Regions from separate parts of the Zea mays genome. Here regions 1 and 2 are each linked to region 3. Evidence: chromatin contacts called from public Hi-C data. All regions are on one chromosome and are shown on one strand. Each heading gives the region's core, a stretch centred on a gene start, on an enhancer-like site or on the middle of the called end of the contact. The rest is flanking DNA. Distances are from core to core; before and after follow the strand shown.

What was found. Hi-C and Micro-C count contacts between places; a contact is called where the count stands out from the background.
Region 1: a contact with region 3 is called in a Hi-C map of leaf, with 8 times the contacts expected there. The contact joins the promoter of LOC103640823 here to the promoter of LOC103640814 in region 3. A contact is called at or near these places in 2 of 25 Hi-C or Micro-C datasets (leaf and tassel).
Region 2: a contact with region 3 is called in a Hi-C map of tassel, with 7 times the contacts expected there. The contact joins the promoter of LOC100284839 here to the promoter of LOC103640814 in region 3. A contact is called at or near these places in 2 of 25 Hi-C or Micro-C datasets (endosperm and tassel).

What each region holds. Positions count from the first base shown.
Region 1 is chr10:9,205,309-9,210,273 of Zm-B73-REFERENCE-NAM-5.0, reverse strand. It overlaps LOC103640823 (long chain acyl-CoA synthetase 9, chloroplastic), which reads right to left and starts at 3,108. Exons shown (of 12, transcript XM_008664290.3): 1 at 2,917-3,108; 2 at 1,530-2,059. The coding sequence starts at 1,979. LOC100304399 reads right to left here. Exons shown (of 18, transcript NM_001165835.1): 15 at 4,469-4,525; 16 at 4,334-4,382; 17 at 4,085-4,151; 18 at 3,695-3,998. The coding sequence ends at 3,908.
Region 2 is chr10:7,533,449-7,538,188 of Zm-B73-REFERENCE-NAM-5.0, reverse strand. It overlaps LOC100284839, which reads left to right and starts at 2,190. Exons shown (of 9, transcript NM_001157734.2): 1 at 2,190-2,366; 2 at 2,808-2,961; 3 at 3,042-3,124; 4 at 3,233-3,292; 5 at 3,776-3,884; 6 at 4,442-4,494. The coding sequence starts at 2,847.
Region 3 is chr10:8,524,472-8,529,043 of Zm-B73-REFERENCE-NAM-5.0, reverse strand. It overlaps LOC103640814 (WD repeat-containing protein 48), which reads right to left and starts at 1,763. Exons shown (of 18, transcript XR_004853109.1): 1 at 1,458-1,763; 2 at 667-798; 3 at 368-526.

The DNA of each region.
Region 1 (4,965 bases), core at 1,859-4,358, 680 kb before region 3:
CTAGTGTGTGATGTACTTCTTCTTTTTGGATCCAGTCTGTAAACTCCGCTGCGACGGATGTTCAGACTGCGGGGGGTGTTAGATTATATGTGGTTAGGCCCATGTGGCTAGGCCCATATGGCCCATGTACAAACACTATATAGCTACCCTCTAGGGTTAGCCCTAATAATATACAATTATTTACCTCTAACAACACGGTCGGACACGCCGCCACCCCTCCTCCGCTGGTCGCCGCCACCACTCCGCCGGCGATTTTGTCGGGTAAATCCAACCTCTTCCGCACCTTCTTGGTCTTGCTAGGATTTATTTTCTCTGTTTTCGCTCCTTCTTCTTGGATGGCGACGAACGTGGGCTGGACGGATGGTAGGAGCGAGCGCGGCAGCTTGTATTTCGGGGTCTGGGGACGACGGTGACGAACACATGTTGTTGAGGCCTGGGGATCGTGGTAGAACTGACTCTGGATCTTCTCGAACGCGTGCTGTTGTTCTACCCACGCTATAAAGCATCCCGCACAACACTTCCCTCATGGTCGTCTGCTCGCTTGGTCCTAGCATTTCCTAGTGGTGATTTCCTCCTCTTGGTTTCTTTCTTACCCTCATGGTCTAGGTAGAAATCTGTTCGTTGATTTATCCCTACCTCAACAACAACCACCTCTCAACTATTGTTATTTCCTATTCGAAATGATCATTGGTTCTAAAATCTTGGACGATAGGCATGGACAGCTGCTATGCTACAATGCAGTGAATGCACTGCATTTTTAATAGTCTGTTTATGTGACTTGTATCTCTCCAAAATGTCTGTTGTACGGGCTAACGTCATGATGTTTTTTTCCTGAATTTTCCAGAACTGTGTCAACAGAAAACGATTTGATTATGATTATCCATGTGACATTTTTTTATCTTGTTGGGTTGATACAAACTTTGTGATTTATATAGATTATTATTTTGCTGTGTTGGTTTCAAGTCATGTATGCTACAAGGCGTCATCTATCCTGTTGGTGGATTATAGTGGTTCTGTTCTAACGAGCAAAGGAGCAGAGTAGTATTCTGTTCCACCATGTGCAGCTTCCCTGGGCCATTCGGTTCCAAAGAGCAAAAGGGAATTCCACTGTGCAGGGATATCTCTCCCGGGCTCTAGCTGTCCATGGAATCCTACAGCGTGGGGGTTTTATCCCTGGATTAATTACTATCGGCTGCCAAACTAACCCTAAGTGGTGTAGGAAATCATCTATAAGCTGAATAACAAATTAACAATTCAGCCTGTAGATATTTTAACACAAGTCTCAGTGGTGCATGTCACTTAGTAACCTACAATTATAAGTAATCCGGTCCAGGGAACTGAGAATTTGCATAGTCCAGGCATAGTTCACACTCCAAATATGTATTTCTGCATTAGATGCATCCCAGATATGAAGTGGCTGGTTCCTTCAATTTACTGAAGAAACATGTGGCAGTCGCATGTGAAGAGAAATAAAGCCCACAAATCGGTCTATAAATCTATCTGTAAAATGACAGGGTAAAAAAGAATACCTGCAACCCAATCTGCCACTCAGCCCGTGTCTCAGCAAAAATAGCAACACGTTCATTCTTCTGGTGACCTACTCTAATTAGTCCAGATGAAAAGTTGCAAACGCTCTTGAAGCACTCTGCATAACACTTCCACTCATACTCGCCCAGATGCAGCTTCTCAAACGATCTCCCACCAGGTGCTGCTTCAGTTTCCCTTGAAATGAGCTTCCTTGTGCCAAGGAGTGGCATGTATACATACTCTTTGCAAGATTGCTCAAACAGATCAGCAAGTGTGGACACCCCCTCCCAGTGTGTCTCAACAGGTTGTTCAAAACGATAGTTACGGACTGCATATCCAGGCTCCCCACCAACCTCAACTGGCACTCCCCTCATCCTTTGGGCCTTTCTCCTCTTGCGGAGCAGCAGGGAGACCGCGACGGGGACAAGAATCCCAACAAAGTAAGGATTCATACTTCTGCACTGGTCAACCCTATAGCTATACTTGCTTGCAGCAGGTGAACTAACAGATCCACATGCCCTGAGGCAAAAACCTGCAGATAAGTATTACAGTGAGAAGTTTTCAAGGTTTCAGGTCTAGGTTGCGATATCAAAGTGACTTTGTAAAGAAGAGGTGAAGTGCACGATTAGTCATGTTATCTGACCTGGTGAACAGAGTAAGCGCACCCACTCCACTTAGGGACAGAAAATGGACCGATTGACTTTACACCATTATATCCAATACAGTAAAGTCAAGTAGTGCAGTCTGTATAGCTATTCATTTATACCTTCTAATACAGCTTTCCCCTGTATGCATTTAATACTCATACTCTCATTGTCATTATAGAATTGAACTTAACACAAGCATCCCTCCTGCTTTGTTACGGGTTACCCAAAAGTTAGTGGGCAGTGATAAAAGTTACTGGACAAGTTTTTGAAAAAGGAAAGGAAAGATAAGGAAAGAATAGTTGGAATGGTACTATTTTTAAAACTAAAAAAACGGTTGGAGTCAAGTGGAACAAGCTTCTTTCGACAGTACTTGCGAAGTGCTACATCACCGACTATAGTGCATACGTACTTGTTCTCCCTCCTCCATCTCCTCCACTCCTGGTTTTATATTAAATATATACAACTGTCTCAGCTCATGACATAGCATGCTAATTCAGTAGTAATTTCTGAGAGAATTACAGAGCACAGGCACAGGCACAGGCACGGCGCAGTAAACATGGAACAATTATACAAAGCATTAGCAACGAGTAATGAGACCCCACGAGTTCCCCCGAGAGTGATTCAGATCGCGCCCAGGCCGCCGTCACTACCCCCAACCGGCCAACCCCCGTCCACCTGGACAGCGCACTTCCACACCGCGACGACAACAATGAGAGAGGGAGAAGGAGCGGTGGCACCGAACCTTCCGGGGACGACGGCGGAGAACGCGCGGGCGGGGCGGGGCGGCGGCAGGGCGAGTCAGCGAGGTTTACGCCTCGTCAGACCTCAGTCGTCAGTCGTCACACATTCCGGTTTGGTTCTCTCGCCAGTCGCCACTTATGTCGCTCTCGCCTGCTGGCGGCTGCGGCTGGCTTTCCGCTCCATCAGGCCCCATCGAATCCAATCCCTTCCTTAGCGGATAAGCGGGCTATAGAGCCCGGCCTGAAAGCGTACATAATGGGCCGCATTTTGCAGCCCGCTTTGCCAATTTCAAGTTCTAATCTATTCTATAAAAAATGAAAAAATATATAAATATGTAGAATTAAAAAATATTAGAAATGTTTATATATATTTACCTATAATAAATTTAAATTTAACTTTAATATATTAATAGAGTAAATAATAAGGTATATCTATTTTTTAAAAATATATAATTTCTTCCAGAAAATTTATAACTTTTGATAGTTTGATTATACTGGTTAGATCATTTTTGCCTATACATTTATAAAACAGTACACCACATATACACATATACTCGACCGACTGAATGTCAGAGGGTAATCTCTCCGTTGAAATTATAATGGTTATTTCGTTGTTAGGATTGCCTTTAATAACAGCTACTCTAGTGATACATAATTTTGATGACACAAAATTGGTACCATGACATTCGTATTAAATTCAAAAACACTTTCTCCTGCCAATATCCCCTCTCTTCATTCTTGGCACACAACCACACCCCCAAAAGAATGTTACTGAAGAGTGAAGACAACCCCCGCTATCTTTTCTGTTTAAAAATCGAAAATGGTACAATAATTTAGCGCGTAATGTATACGTTACACACTGGGTAGATGCTATATAAGATTCAAATGTTACAATAAGCTTTTGGTGCCTACAGCACCTTATGGCGGGTTGGAGAAATTGAGGGCATCAAACTAGTGTGGTGCTAAAACTAATTAATGGTTGAACCAAAAACTTCATCCGGAGGCAACCGCAGGTCTTTCCCGGTCTGCGCACTCCTCTTTATCGAACTCATCTATCAGCTCCCTCTGCCTTTGCGTCACATCCCTGGAAACAGGAAAATCATCGTGATTACCTCAATTCTTTGAATAATAAAATAGAAATGAAGATCTGCTGCAGGTGAAGAGGCATACGTCGGAACCCTGATATTGAAGTGTACATACTGATTCCCAAACACTGGCGAGTTCCTCGCTTTTATTCCTGAAAAGTATATAAAATGTTAATTACAATACTATCAATTCAACAAAAGAATAGAAAAACTAATATTTACTGTCCAATATCTTCTCTTTCACCAGTTATCAAGGGGCAAAAGGCCAGAGTGAATGCTGAACTAATCAAAGAATCCATTAAAAAAGGGTTTTGTTGTAACTCTAGTAACCGACCTTTGCCCCGGAGGACGACCTTCTCTCCAGGTTGGGTACCTTGACGAACCTGGACAAATAATACGACAAGCAAGGTAACCTTTAAGAAATCATGCAACAAGAATTTGAAAATTCAGAAGAGTGAAGAATGCATACCTTGACTGTAACATTTCCAGTGAGGGTTGGTACCGTGACAGTTCCACCTAGGACAGCCTGTAAACGAAGCAGTTTTACTAATTTAGAATTTAGAGCTTCTCATCATCTAAGGAAAGGATACTTTAGACAACAATAATCCAAAGAGTGCACCAAAGTCCGCACTCAAGAACATTGTCATTGCATGCATATGTGCGCACAATCAGGGCAGCCTGCCACCGTTGAAGTAGGATCGCAATTCACACCCACACCCACCTATCACCATCACACCTTGCCCTATATATGGATACAAACCTCTGACCAGCAGGCCTACATGCTCGTTCCTTCCACCACAGTGATCTGGACTAGTGCACACTCACCATTGTCATACCCGGTGCTTGTGAGTTTGTCCATCAGTGTCCTACACCCTGCCTGGGCATGTCTGGCCCTGTCTACTTGCACTTGCTGTCACCCTACTCACATGTTGCCCCAGTAATATGCCCATTTAACGTCAACATATA
Region 2 (4,740 bases), core at 941-3,440, 990 kb after region 3:
ACCGGCCAGCACGTCCCTAGGGCAGGCTGATGCCGCAGACGGCACGGGAGAGCGAGCAGCTCAGCCGCTGCTCGGGTGGCGGCGCTCAACTGCTTGGCGCTCGACCGATTTCCACGCCGCCCCTGCGCAACCTCCTCGAGGTCGGCTCCTTAAGATGGGCGGGCTATCCCCTGGCTGGGGGTCCCTGGCTCTTCCTCTGCTTCACTCGGCATACTGCTATTCTTCCTCCTCTCTCGTGGCTTGCTGACCCGATGACGAACTCTACCAGTTCGATCGTTCTCTGGTGTGCGTCTCACTGGTGAGCAAGCGGAAGAGGGAAGAGTTGCCTCTATGCTCGTCGAGTTTGGCATACCTGTGCTCTGTTGCCGGTATCGTGCACCTGTGTGGTGCTACAGTTCTTCTTTAGTCTCTGTCCATCGTGGCCTGGTGCTTGAGCTCCCTGCTGTGCGGTGTTCCTCTTCTCGGACTGGTGTCGTGGATGTCTCCCTCGGCTCCGACAGCGGCTCTAGTATCTCTGTCAACCTCCCACCGTGCAGGTCCGGACGTGGACGACAGAATTGGTTTTCTGGGATAGAACCTTGTGTTCGCTGAGCTGGTCTTCCCACGTAGACAATCTATGTGTTGTGAGTTATCCATTGACTCTCTTTATTTATTGAGTAATTTTGTGCAATTTGCTAGTATTATTTACTTGGGTGTGATTGCACAATTTGTGGGCGGATTTATGTGCTCGATGATGATAGCGGTGTAGTGAGACAAAGTGACAGTCTGAGTTTTAGTGTGTTGTTATTTTCAGCATTAAATATATATTTGTGCTTAGTTATATCTCTCTTTGTTGAGGTTGATTACCTGTGTTAAATTCTGTTATTTTATTTACTGCTCAGTTCTTTACTTTGGAATTCATGCTTGAATTCTAGGCTCATTATATTTGTTCTAAAACCCTAATTTGATAAGGTAGGACTGTCACGTTAGTCAAGGATCTCTGATCACCACTTAGCGTTGGAGGGCTGTTTAGTGCAGCAACCCGCTATTTTGAGAGCAATATTTTAATATAAACAATCATGTTTATGTGTTTAATCTGCCTTCTTCATCTACTTGCCATGTTTAATATTCAAATGAACTTGAGTAGCTATGTTACATGTTTTCATGTCCTAGAAATGCTACTGTTCATTGCTGTTATAATTACACATGTTATTTATCTGAGTTATATGCTTGTCTTATTCGAAATTAGAATATTTAATTTATTTAAATATTTTGGAAACATGTCACTTATTTCTCTAAAACTACAATAGGGACTTTATGCTTATCCAATGTCCGCCTCATTAGATTCCTAGGTATTTTATCATAGGCCTTTTCCAAGTCGATAAAAACCATGTGCAAGTCCTTCTTCTGCTCCTTATGTGGCTCCATGACCTGCCTTATTAAGAAAATTGCTTCCATGGTTGACCTTCCACACGTGAATCTAAATTTGTTCATGATGATATGCGTCATTCCTCTCAGGCGATGCTCAATAACTCTCTCCCATAGTTTCATAGTGTGGCTCATGAGCTTAATCACTTGATAGTTGGTACAACTTTGAATATCTCCCTTCTTCTTGAAGATTGATACTAATGTACTGCTCCACTCATCGGGCATCCTGTTTGATCGAAAAATATGGCTGAACAACATGGTTAGCCAAACGATAGCAATATCCCCAAGGCTGATGTGGCCATGTAGGCTGTAACTAAACATGTAACTTTTGAACTCATGTGAATATGTTAGATTATGGCTTGTGAGCGATTTGAGCTTATATCTTGTCTATATGTGACTATTTAAATGTGTAATTTGTTACTCTTTGTCGGGTGCTAATCTGGTATGGGTTACCCATCGGGTGTCAATATCCACTCGGGTACGGGTGTGGCTATACTTTCTACCCGTGGCCGGGTATGGATATTATGGCGGGTAGATTTTGTTTTTATGGGTATAAATATGAGTATGCAATACCCGATGGATAAGTACTCGTTGCCATCTCTAGATCTGACCCAGCTCAAATCTTGATACCCAATGGAGAAACCATGGCCTACTCTCGCTGGGTCCACGGGTCACGGAGGTTGCCACCATCCTGTCACGGAAGCCCATCTACCTATCGGCCCAGGAATGTGCCCGGGATGTGGGACGGGGTTTCACGAGGAGAACATACCAACGACATCCTCAGGAACCGTTGACGTGGCGCTCCTCCTCCGACGATTCGCTCCCTCCCTCGAGTTTCACCACTCCCTCCTCTCGCGGCCACGCACTCCCCCGCCTCCGCAACCTCTCACCGCCGGTCCCCGCCCTCCGACCCTCCACGCGCAAACAGCCCGCCTCCATCCACCAGGATCCCCGATGAGGTGAGGCCTGCTACCGATCTCTTTTCGTGCACGAATCCCATCTCGCCCCCCTCCCCTGGCCGGGGACTCCGATGCGGCGGGATCCCGTGGCCGTGCCTTTCGCGCGTGGAAGCCGGGAGCCGCGGAGAGAATGCGGACCAGCGGTGGTGCGTGCTTGCGACGGCGTTTCGGCGGCTGCGGGATCCGTTTCTAGCTTGGTTTCGTGTCCGTGTCCGAGGTATCGGGTCGTCGGTCGGGATTACGATTTGCGTGCCTCCAGCTGTGCTGTGATCCGGTGATCCTGAGCGGGGAAGTGATTGGTTCCCTGTTTTTATGGGATTTTGCTCCAATCGGAAGGGGGAACTGGGTGGGTATTGTGGGTGGTGTCATCCGGTCGTGGAAATTGCTCGTGCGCTGCGGTGGTAGGCCCTGAGGCCTGACCCACTTCTTGGTCATTTGCAGCTAGGAGAAGTGTTGATTTGGATATTCGTGGAGTGTGCAATGGTGGACTTTGTTCGACGGCTCGCCTCTGCCCTGCTCAAGTGCTGCGACCTTGACATACCCAATCGGCCAAAGGGCCTCGAGGACCCCGAACGCCTGGCTAGAGAAACTGTTTGTATGCTCTTTTTACTCTCGCTATGCTTGTTTTCATATCTGTTGCCGTTTATTCAGCAGTGGATTTTCATTATTCTGCAGTTAATGTGAATGAAATCGAGGCTCTGTATGAGCTGTTCAAGAAGATTAGCAGTGCTGTGGTTGATGATGGCTTGATTAACAAGGTTTGTAGGTTCTAAGCTCTTAGTGTGAAGTGGCAGTGAATGACAACTTTGTTTCCATGAAGTCATTGTGTCTGATCTCTCCTTGGAGCTTTGATGTATTATCTGCAGGATGAATTCCAATTAGCCTTGTTTAAGACCAACAGAAAGGATAGCATGTTTGCTGACCGGGTATGCCCACTGGATCCTTATATATATTTTGTCAGTGAAAATTTTGTTGTCATGAAACCAAAGCTCACTGCTGAAAACTTCATGGAATTCAGTCTGTTCTTGCCAAATATATTGTGTTTTTTTGCTATTTGTGTCACATTATTTTTCTAGTTGTGTTTTATGAAAGGATCAACAGTATAGTATTTGTTTTATGAACATTCACATTAATCACATTATGCCAAGCTGTCTAGAACAGTGATAGGACATCATAGACCCTGAGCCTTTTAAGCTTCAATCATATGCTTACACATATGTTTCTGTGGGCATGAGTTAAGCTGTTAACACATTTCAATGTTTCTGCATGTCCGATTAGTAGTTACCCACCTGCAATCATTGGAAGGGGGATGCTCAATGTGAACTGTCTTTTTGTTACAAATTCGCTATTTCTTTTGGAGTGACCTCAAATAAACACTAAGGTATCTTGTTTTCATTTCATTGACTTAGGTATTTGACTTGTTTGACACGAAACACAATGGAATTCTCGAGTTTGAGGAATTTGCTCGAGCCCTTTCTGTGTTCCATCCGAGTGCACCAATCGATGACAAAATTGATTGTGAGCCTTCTTTCTTAACTTTATTCATTCATTCATTTATTCTTGATTACGCTACATAAGTGACCGAATATCGAGTTATGGGTTTAATTTGTGATAATACTAATTCAAGATAAGACGATGAGTCAGTGCTTAATACATATCATGAAAACACTTCTGGACATGATAGGCAGCTGGGGTTGCAATGCATGTTATGGCCTTTCGAAGACTAAATAATGAACATTGTAAAAATTGAAATATACATTTCCTGCTGTGGTACATGGGTTAAATGGACTGCCACTTACTCCATTTTGTTGTGACTAGAAATAGTTTCTTTTGATTTTGTTTCTTTCTAAGGCTCTGTAGGGAGGGATAAGCTTTGTAGAGAGTATATTAGTGCGAGGCCTGCAACCTGCATCTTTACCATGCACATACAAAATCTTTAGGTCGGGAAGTTTTCTATGATGAACTATTTAGAACGAGTATGTAGTTAACCAATTCAGTTTATCCTATTTTGGGAAATTATGCTCGTGTCGTACTAATCATTCACTTCCATGATCTTGTTTCCTATTAACTTGCAGTTGCTTTCAAATTGTATGATCTCAAGCAACAAGGTTTCATTGAAAAGCAGGAGGTACCTTGCACTTGCTTATATTCTTAAGTAAATCACTTCTTCCGCGCCATTATTTGTTATTGCATTTGATTCGTTTGCATGATCCATGTTGCTTCAATTTTTTCTACATGTGTTACACTAGCTTGTACGTGAGTACAATTATTCACCCTCTCAAGTCATGTTCTAATTTAGCATAAGTTTTTATTCAGTGGAAATTTATTTCTCTAGTTAAATTGAACTAAGCTGATGATGTTGAACATCTATGAA
Region 3 (4,572 bases), core at 514-3,013:
GTCTTTCTTTAACATTACCCTTCTGTCCACTTTTGTCGAATATGAAACTGTGGTGCTCTGATTTAAACATTGCAGCTAAGAACACGAAAAAGAAAAAAGAAAGAAGGGGCTGAAAATAATGGAAACCAACTTGAATATATCAATCTAAAATTCTAAACGTCTGTTAACATAATGAACTCAAAATGTCAATTAGAATGTTGATGCTAAAATATATGGACACTAGAAATGTGCTAAGCTTTGGATCCAAATAATAGACCACAGACACCATGTTAAACATAAACATAACTAATTTATAAACATAATGGATATTTAAAGCACTGATTGATGAAACAGTAAGCCTAATTATTAAAAACAGAAAAAAGCATACCCAATCAACATGAGACTCGAAAGTTCCTGAGAAGCTTGCATCCCCATTATTTAATTCCCATCTTTTCAAGGTACCATCACGGCTCCCGCTAAAAAGATGATCACTTGTACTAAATATGGAACCATCTAGATAAGCCAAGCAATTGATCCCCGCACAATGCTGAAAAACAAACAGAAATGAATGCATTATCATCGCCATTGAGTGGAATATGAATTGTTTCGAATGTATATAGAGTACCTAGGAAAAGCTAGATCTAAAGGGAAAAACTGAAAGAGCTAGCTTATTTAATATAAACATACCTTTTTATCATCAGCATCATTGAGTACATATGTGAAGCGCTTCTCTTTTCTCGGTCGAGTCGAGCCAGCTGTGTTACCAGCACTCCCAACACGATGCATTGAAGGAACTTATCTAAACTCGAGCGGCAAAACCTGCAAAGCAGTGATAAATATTTTGTAAGGGCGCTAGAATCACAAAATAGCTAGTATGGTCCATCATAGCGCAAGAAGAAATAGCTTTCAGCAAGTATCTAATCAGAAAATTTGTGCATAGATACACTAAGGTCCAACATCTAGTAGTGCTATGCTGCAGATCATGTGACCACCCTTCACGTGACACGCGTGACCGCCCTTCGTGTGAAAGGCGGCAATTCAGAGATCAAAATAACGGAAGGTAGACACTCTGGGCCTCCCTTAGACCCATACATTATAAAAACACTTAATGCCAAAAACAACATTTCCTAAAATCTTATCAGCTGAAAACTTCACGCATGTATCCAAACAAGCCATAAACTACCGAATTGGGAGCATCTGTTCGATGAGCAGTTCAACGCAAAACGCACATCAATCTATAAGTCTGTGCCTATAATACTGTCATTCACAGCTAGAGAACAAGGTCAAAATTCTACATCCGCTGCAACACCGGACCACACGTGCCGCCCGAGCAGAGAGCCGGGCACGACCTAAAACAGACTCGGCACCGATCAAGCCATTAATCGGTAACAGTGGAGGAGGAGCGATCAGTTGTTAGAGCTGAACTAAGCAGCGTGACCACGGTACGCGATCCGCAGCAATCAGCAATCGATCGTCACCTGGGATCGAGCGACGTGCGGCGATCGGCGGCGTGCCGGCGTCGGGACGCGGCCGCGGCCAGCGCGGAGGCACAGATCTAGGGTTTAAGCGCCACGGCGCGGCCGAGGGCCCCGTGGCACCGGGAGAGGCGGGGCGGGCGGCGGCGAAGTGAGCGACCTCCGTGAGACGATGGAAGCAGATGGGCGGATGCGAAGCGGCGGCGGTGGGAGTTGCCCGCTGCGAGGGGCGAACGCGACGCGGCAGGAGAGGACCGGGGTGGAGGAGCCGAGGAAGACAGGTGGGTGTCGTGTAGTTAGCTATGACTGGGTGGGCCGGGCCGTGGACACTTGAGTGACGTCACTTCAGTAGCGGGCCGGGTTTGGTGGGTGTGCGCGGGCCGGTGCTGCGATCTGCTAAAATCGCGGGGTCCCGTAGCTACCTGCTTTTGGTTCGTGTCCTACCCGCTTCTTTCGGAAAAATAATAAATTAATTAACTTGATTTGTTCCCAAAATACGAACTTTAGCCACCGACTTTTATAATGAAATAATATAAATATTTAATAGAACTCTAATACTCCCTCTGTTCAATATGACGTCGTTGACTTTTTAAAAAAACTTTGATCACTCATCTTATTCAAAAAATAATAAGTTATCATTTTTTGTGATTTGTTTTATCACTTAAGATAATTTGTGCTTACTTGAAGTTTTACATTATTGAGTAAATATTTTGAATAAAACGAGTGGTCAAAGTTTTCGAAAAAGTTCAATTGTGTCATATATTTGTGAATGTAGGTAGTATATAGAGGGCGTGCATTTTCTTCGGTCATAGCTACCTGATCAATATATTAAAAGGCGACCTGTTGGACACCAAAATGAGCGGACGGTCCGGCCCTTGGGCCCGGTGTCGGTGTTTTGGGTCCGACCGCACACCCGGGGTTGCCCCTCAAGGTGTTTTTAGGAGTAGGACGGTGTCAACGACTGTAGCAAAATGGTTCGTGCCGATCGCACGAGAGACAGTGGACAAGATTTACAGGTTCGGGCCGCTTAGAGATGCGTAACACCCTACGTCCTGGTGAGTATACGAGCGTGGTTACAAGAGGGCTCTCTGGATTGAAGGCACAGAGAGTTTACGTGGGTGGCTAAGTAAGATAGGGTCGATCGTTCTGAAGGGGTGCCCCCTAGGCCTTATATATTCGACCGTGGGGCAACACATGTGGGTATGATAACAACAAGTAACTAAAAGATAGTGAACCTCTCGAGTTTATCCTGCGTGATCCTCGCCGACTTATCCTCGCACGGCTCCGCTGCATGGGGGCTCCCGCGCGGGAAAATCGGGTCTCTGTTGCGATCATTCGCTCGACGATGTGGGCCGCTCGGGTTTGCACCAATCGGCCTCATGTCGTTCCCCCTTGCTGGTTGTTCCACCCCAGGCCCACGAAAGAATGACCTTACGAGTTATTGGGCCCTTGGGCCTTTCGTGAGGTCTTTTATTCCTTTAGTGGACCTAGGGGATATCTATCCCACTACACCAAAATAGTGAACTTCCTAGAGCCTAAACCCTAGGAAGTTAGCCCTAAACTCTAGGAAGTTAGCTAAACTCTCGGAAGTAAAGCCATCCCGTCGAAAGTTTGGCTCTCGAAATTTTTTTTGTCGGAAGTTAGCTTAACTTCCTAGAGCCCTCTAGGAAGTTAGCTAACTTCCTACAGCCAAATGAGCCTCTCGGAAGTTAGTAGGTTCTCGGAAGTTAGTAGCTTCACGCTGTCAGCGCCGTCAGCTCACTAACTTCCTATGACTAACTTCCTACGGCTGACTGTAGCCCCTAGGAAGTTAGCTGGCTAACTTCCTACGACCCAGTTGGCATCTAGGAAGTTAATTTGACCAGCATTACAAATGTTGTTTATTTTTATTTTACACCACATTCCACAACATAACAAATATATCAATACTATATAGCACAACATATTTTCACATAAAACATCTCACACACAATCACATAACAATATTTGAATCCATAGTCTCATCAATTACATCATAAAAGTCTCATCCATAGTCATAATAAGACACATCTCATCCAGTACTAATAAGAGACAATATCTCATATATAGTCATAATGAAAGTCTCAAGTATCACAATACATAACATGGAAGCTCACGATCGCCGACCGCCATCGGGGTACTGTGACGAGTGATGGTCGATACCTCCACTAGCGAAGAGGGTTTCGACAAAGTCTAACATGTCTTCTGGTTCATGCGTCAGCAAGGTAGTGGAGGGGTCTAATATACATGTACAAATGATATTTGCTGAGTTACATCATAATATAACTAACAACAAGTAAATGATGATGAATTTACACACCTGATGTTCGGTAGGTAAAGAACATGCATCTCAGCACAAGATAAAGACCTCAAGTACGATTCTTCAAGTATTCCTCAATCATAAAAAGCACAAACAGCAGTGTTTGGTATCCCTGTGTCCAGTGCAGCTTGCCTTGCAGGAGCTTGTCTCAAATTAGCACTGAAGATGTTTCCAAAAGCAAACCTCCTGCGCAAAACAATTCCATTTAAACAAGACTATAAGCTTGAAAGTAGGAAGGGAGCACACTTAGCACCATCAGCTTGAAGAACTTGAACAAATATATCAATATGCAAACAAGTATAATAAGCATTGGAAGCTGGCACTGATATCATTTAAAACTAAAGTTCGAGGATATCACCTGTGAATGTGGCATTAAATGAGTTAATATGCTTGTCTCCATGTTTGTAGCTTTAGTTTACCAGTATAGTAATATGGAAAACAGACGCCATGCATGTAAATTCCTGCAACATGTCCTTGCCAAATCAGGGATAAATCTTTGCTTGCCAAATTCAATAACTGATGTCCTTGCCAAATTCAATAGTTCAAGAATTAACAGCTACCACTCAATTACTATCTCTACCTATGTGTGCTAACTCCATATTTTCAATAAAGTCATCGTGGACTTGTGAAAGACTGCTTACATGGTCCAGGAAGCCTAAAGAGTAATGTTAGACTAATCTAATGGCCATTCATATGTTTTAGGAGGACCCTAACATCTTGCAAGGGCTGTTTATTTCAAATATTGCAGTACATAAGAACAATTGTGAAAATCTCATCTGC